2 separate regions of the Mus musculus genome follow, and region 1 is linked to region 2. The links are chromatin contacts, called in public ChIA-PET maps. All regions are on one chromosome and are shown on one strand. Each heading gives the region's core, a stretch centred on a gene start, on an enhancer-like site or on the middle of the called end of the contact. The rest is flanking DNA. Distances are from core to core; before and after follow the strand shown.

What was found. ChIA-PET counts read pairs in DNA pulled down with a chosen protein or histone mark.
Region 1: a contact with region 2 is called in an RNA polymerase II ChIA-PET map of memory CD8 T cells, with 54 read pairs. The contact joins two enhancer-like sites. A contact is called at or near these places in 1 of 484 Hi-C or Micro-C datasets (the N1E-115 cell line) and 3 of 115 datasets of contacts at active chromatin or transcription factors (large pre-B cells, memory CD8 T cells and stem cell-derived neural progenitor cells).

What each region holds. Positions count from the first base shown.
Region 1 is chr1:152,252,864-152,255,620 of GRCm38.p6, forward strand. All of the region lies in intron 3 of Gm36920 (a long non-coding RNA gene), which reads right to left. Among named protein-coding and RNA genes, the nearest start is that of Gm36920, 36 kb to the right of the region's middle. Within about 2 kb of position 1,313, at least 48 of the 459 cell types and tissues checked have an H3K27ac peak or open chromatin away from gene starts, as enhancers often do. A contact at or near this core is called in memory CD8 T cells, where this site is marked.
Region 2 is chr1:152,009,203-152,012,152 of GRCm38.p6, forward strand. All of the region lies in intron 1 of 1700025G04Rik (RIKEN cDNA 1700025G04 gene), which reads right to left. Among named protein-coding and RNA genes, the nearest start is that of 1700025G04Rik, 80 kb to the right of the region's middle. Within about 2 kb of position 1,254, at least 25 of the 459 cell types and tissues checked have an H3K27ac peak or open chromatin away from gene starts, as enhancers often do. A contact at or near this core is called in memory CD8 T cells, where this site is marked.

The sequences.
Region 1 (2,757 bases), core at 63-2,562, 240 kb after region 2:
TCAAGAGAGGACTTCTGGGCTGATCGAGATAAGATTAGAGCTCAGATGGCAAAAGAAGAAGAAATAATAGGCTGAGAGATTGCCTCATTTGCCTCTTTAAATTTTCATGGAGAGGGCAATTTGTTAACAAGGGGGTGGTCCCGAGGCAGCAGAGGCATCAATAATTCAGCAGAGACTATCAAGCTGTAAATAGACCCTCGGTGCCCAGCTGAGCTCCTGCCTGCCACACTGGTGCTGTGCAGGATCTCCGAGAAAGGGTGAGGCTTCCATTACCCAGCCCACCTCAGTCCTGCCTCTCCTTTCCCAATTCTCAGCCAAACTGGAAACTCAGACTACAGTGGCTCAGGCTTCATGATGCCAAGCTAAGTGCAGGTTGAATACCAGTGTCCTCCATGGAAGGTGCTGGAAACTGGCACTCTCCCTAGTAAGATGACAGGGTAGATACATATACTACCACCTCCTGTCAGATGGGGGTTCAGGGTTTAATGATTCTCCCCTAACCCAGCTATACTTCACCCCCAGAACAAGTCTCATTTGCTTGATTTGGGTCCTTCCCGCCTTGCTGGACAGTAGTGGTTCTCCACGAGGAACAGAGGGGCTTAATGGTACTACAATCTGTGCCCCTACCAAACTTAGTTCCTCTGAATCCTCTACGAGATTGGGTTTTAATATGTAACTTCTGTATCCTTTGAGTCCTGTGGCACCTCCTTGAATACTGGGGTGAGCCCAGTAGCCTGGGTTAAGCAGTGGATTCTACTTAATGTACACAATAACAGCTAATGGCAGACGGAAGATCTCAGTCAGTGTTTTTTTTTTTTTTTTTGACACCTGTGTAAAGCTGAGGGCTGACATGAGAGTTTCACTCTTGATTAAGTCCCTGTCTTCTCTCTTAGGTGCCCGCTCATTCTCTCAGGAGCAGGAAGCATCCAAGCTGAGGTGAGGGCAGAGCCCAGGGAAGTATTTGCTGCTCAGAACATGGTGAAAAATCTACTTAATCCCACCTTCGTTTTGATGTTGTAATCCCCTTCAGCTAATTCAGAGCTTCAGTCAAGTGCTGTTCCTATGAACCCAAGGGAAGTGTTGTTATGTAGAACAAAGGCACAATCTAGACTTTTATTTTCCCTCAGTTACACCTTTACTGGTTCCTTGGTGACAAGATGAACTCTTAGCCGCCACAGGTCCAGGATCTTCACTTGAAGTTGACTGGTGACCAATTGCAGAGCAAGCAGGAAGGAAGTCAAAACCTCAGAGAAGACCTGAAACCAGACCCTTTCTTTCCACATCCATGTGTGACAGCCCACACAGTGTGGCCAGGGGAAGGAGACGGTAGGCAAGCTGATGCCTGGGTGATGCATTCAGTCATAGACACTCCTCAGTCTCTGGTGGGGAGTCCTGATGAAAGCATTTTAAGTTGAAAATATCCGAAGTAAACCGTGTGTGTGATGCCTACTGCACACGATAGTTAAACAGCACAAGACAAGGCAGAATGTCGTCATTTTCATGCTGTGAACGTGTGACTGACTGCTGTTTCTCAGCTTCAGGCCGCGGCCCTGCCCATGTCCTTTCCTTGGAAATAATCCATATGCAAAACCTTGAGGTGGTTTGTGCGGAATGCGTACAATGCTTGTACCACCATAAAACTACTAAATCACCACATCAAACCGTAATTTGGAGCCAGTCTACAGAAAGAACATGAAATATAAATCACTGTGATATGTATCTATAATGGTTCGGTATGTTAAACACGGCTTTTTCCTCTCTCTAGAAAGACTTGTCTCTACTAGATGGTTTGAAGTTTTCAGAGTGCCTGCATGTAGAAAAATACTGCATATTCTTTTGTGCACAAAACATATGAATAGGGACAGATGCAGACAGGAGTCTCTTGTCTGTCCAGAGTCTTCATCTATCTGATATGCTTTATTCTCATCACCCTGCCTCCTACCTGGGCTAGTGCAGCACCTCCGAGCAGTCTGTGATGGTGCCCCTTCTAGGTGTTTTGTTTTGTTTTGTTGGTTTGTTTTTCCTCAGCAGAGCAGATGGCAGGGGTTCTGTTAAAGGCTAGCCCACACCCTACTCCTCGGCTTCCATCTTCAAACAGTGCCCAGTGCATTCAAGAAAAAGGTAAATTATACAGACTTTAGTGGGCCCTGCCTACCACACCAGACTCACGGTTCAAAACCATGTCTCCCCCATTCTATGAAGCGGTTACGACTCCTTGCTCCTTGTCTGGGTATTCGGTATCTGCATCTCTGTGTGCTCTTCCCATGCTCCTATCTCTTGGACAACCTCCACCAAGCCTCGTGGGCTGAATGTGTGATGCTGTGGGCACTGTCCATGCCTCTGTCTCAGACCTGCCATTCTCTGCTGGCTGCCTGCTCTGCTGCCTTGCCCTGACCACTAAGCTTCCTTGTGACTTACTACTGTGTTCATTTTTATCTCTCCCAGATCTAAGAACAATGTAGAGTAGGCTCAGAATAAATTATCTTTAATGAACACAATTATTAGTAAGGAAATTGATCCTCAAAAGTGCACCAGACTTATTCCCTTGCGTTTGTTTATCTCAGTTAAATCTGGGTCAGGAAGGCAGATGCAACATCTTTGGCTTAGATGTTACTCTTCCTCTTAGCCAGACCGTTCAGAACAAGCAAAGGGAGTTAAGGGCTATTTTATTCAATGAGCGTTTGTGAATCAATAGGAAAGAATGTAACCTCATATTGAAACAAGATAATGCCCCAGTTCATCAAGGCAGAGGAAAGC
Region 2 (2,950 bases), core at 4-2,503:
CCACTCCCTCCACAGTCACCTCAGGTGACTTTGTTTTTTAATTCCAACTTCACATTTGAAATGTCATGCTTCTTGTGTGGTTTCTCACAAAGACATCTGAAGCCTTCCTCTTGCCCAGCTGTGAATGTTCAAGACCCTCAACTGATGAAAATGGAGCAGTACCAACACGGCATATACCATGCTTTTCCTTATACACGTATTTACAACAAAAATTACTTTACATTAGACACTGTTAGCGAGTGATGGTGATTACTAGTAAGTAGAATCATTACACCGCACTAAGGCTCATGGGAACATGTTGTTCTCTGTGGAACGAGTCAGGACTCTTAGGATCTTCATGGACCATGAAACTGTGAACGCCAAGACCACAGGTGAGGAGAGACCTCTAACGTGGGAAGCTGACAGGAGTTAACCTCTGACCCTGAGTAGCATTACAGTGCTTCTCATTCTTCGAAGCTGTGTTCACATTAAAAACGCACTAGGATGTAAAGTGTTATAGTTACATGAAAACAAATGTTTGTCAGCTTCAGGCTGACAGATATATATTTATATTTCACAGGGAGGGGAAAAGGTAGAGGAAAGAGGTGAGGGAGAGTGGGAGAGAGACCTTGAACTCCTGGGCTCAAGTGATCTTCCTGTTTCAGACTCTCACTAGCTGGGGCTGAGGGCATGTGTTACCACATGCAGCTAATTACGCTTTAATAACCTCTGTCACTCAATAAGAACTGGTGCTCAACCACTGCTCCATGTGCAGTTTATTTCTGAAATACACTATAGCGTATAGCTTATAGCAGTATTTTGATTTTAAAAGTGGCATGTTCAAGTTTTACAAGCTTATTGAAACTATATTTTAGTAAGTTTACCCTCTGGTGGTACTGGAGTCATTTGAGGCTCAGACCTCCAATTTGTAAAGTTAATCACGCACAGATCACTGAGGAAAAGCTTTAAATATGTCACAAGCACCTGTCCAATCATTCAATCATTTAATTAGCAGATGTTAATTGGAAACTCCTTAGTAATAGACAGTGATTGGTAGGTACCAAGCTCACGGTGGTAAGCAAGATGAAATATGATTTTCCTCTCTGCCCCCATAGAATATAAAAGATCAGTGAAGGAGGTAATTAGACCAGCTTCGAGGCAATGTGGTCCAAGCTCCTGCAGATTGAAAACACCACGACGTCAGGGCGTTCACCCCACAGGCACCTGACTCAGCTTTGAGAAAGTGAGCCTAGAGAGGTGTTGGGGTTGAGACCAGACCACATCTAAGGAACCATCATTAAAACGCCTTTGAACTGCATGTGTAATGTCAAGGTTACATCTCCACTCATTCTCAGTCAACGTAAGCTGTCCTTCTGAGCGGACTTTAGAAATGTCTCCCTAAGACTGCTGGGATCACCTGCTCAGGAGAACTCCCCTTTGGTTCTCACCTTCTCATACACATCAGCTTCCTTTCAGCTTCCATCTTTCCTTCAGCTAGGCCTGAGTTCTTTTCCAGCCCCCACCGCACTCAGAGGCAAGGCAAACAGGCACGCCAGACTCCACATTTTCACACCAAGTTATTAACAGCAAGCTATTGCTTGAAGCTGCAGATCGCAGCGTGAGAACTGAGCCAAAGCACCTCTTTGAAGTTTGATGGACACTTCTAAAACTGACTCACAGGTTCGTCTGTCTTCAAGCTATCTAGGAGACAGGACCATCATGCATCTCAGAAAACACAGAGCCAAATTAACTGCTTATGGTTTTGTGTATAGCTCTCCTCAAATGATTGGGGGCCCTACACATCATCTCTAATGTCCTCAAAATGTGGGCACCACAAAACCATGACCTAAACTAATCCAATGCCATTTTTATAGACCATTTCCCTAATTTTTACAAAATCCATCAACAAATTTATGAATCTAATTCAGATTTTTTTTAAATGAAGAACTTCAAACTCGTGTGACCCTGCATGTGCACCCTTTCCCTATAGCATGTTTCAAAGTTCTCCAAGCATCATGGGGTTGCTACTGCATACTAACTCATGGCACACCATGGAAAATTCCACCTATATGCACACATGAATTTCATATGCATGCCCATCACAAGGAAAAATGGGAAGCAGGGTTTCACTTTTAAAAAACCACTTTCAGAAAACTTAAAACCAGAACAAGAAAAATTCAATTTTTTGAGGACAATCCAAGAGATTAAATGAACCCCTTTGTTTAAACAAAAAGGCTACCAGTAAAGATTTTTTATTACATAATGTTATAGGTAATTCTACCTCCTACCAATTAATCAAAGACCTTTTCATTTTGAATAGGAATTCCAAAATATTTGAAATAATTTTCTAGTGAAAAAAAAAACACATCTGAAAAAAAAGCAAATTAAAAAAAAAAGATAAACCCCATAAAGAAACCCAAGCCCAGAAAGAACGTGGACATGAAGGCCCACACAAGGGTTGCAGGGCTGGAAAGAAATCAAATATTGACTGCAATGGGCACACAGAGAGCTATGAAGACAGCAGTTAAGACAAAGACGAAGCTGCATGATTAATAGACCGAGTGAAGTGGCCTCCTTGTACTTCTGATTAAAAAGGGAAGCCAAGACAAGGCATCATGTAAAAATGCCTTCCTTTTAATGAAGAAAGAGCCAGCATCTAAGCTCCATAAAGAAAAAATATATATGTATATATAAATAACTAATCGGTCTGTTGGCCCATCTGCTGTGTTTCTCAATAATGAGTGTTGATGCACAGCCCACTGGGAGGGGAGAAGAAAGAAAACTTAAAAGTGATTTCTAATCTTCCAGTGTCCTTGGGCTACTGTTAACACCTCTTCATATTTCAGTGCGATAGCTAAAAGATACAGCGATGTCACATTTGACACATAGGTATCTAGAAGCCAAGTCTCCCTGTCAGCATCACAGGCCGTCCCCATCCCTCCACTCACGCATTTGGTATCCTGACAATCAA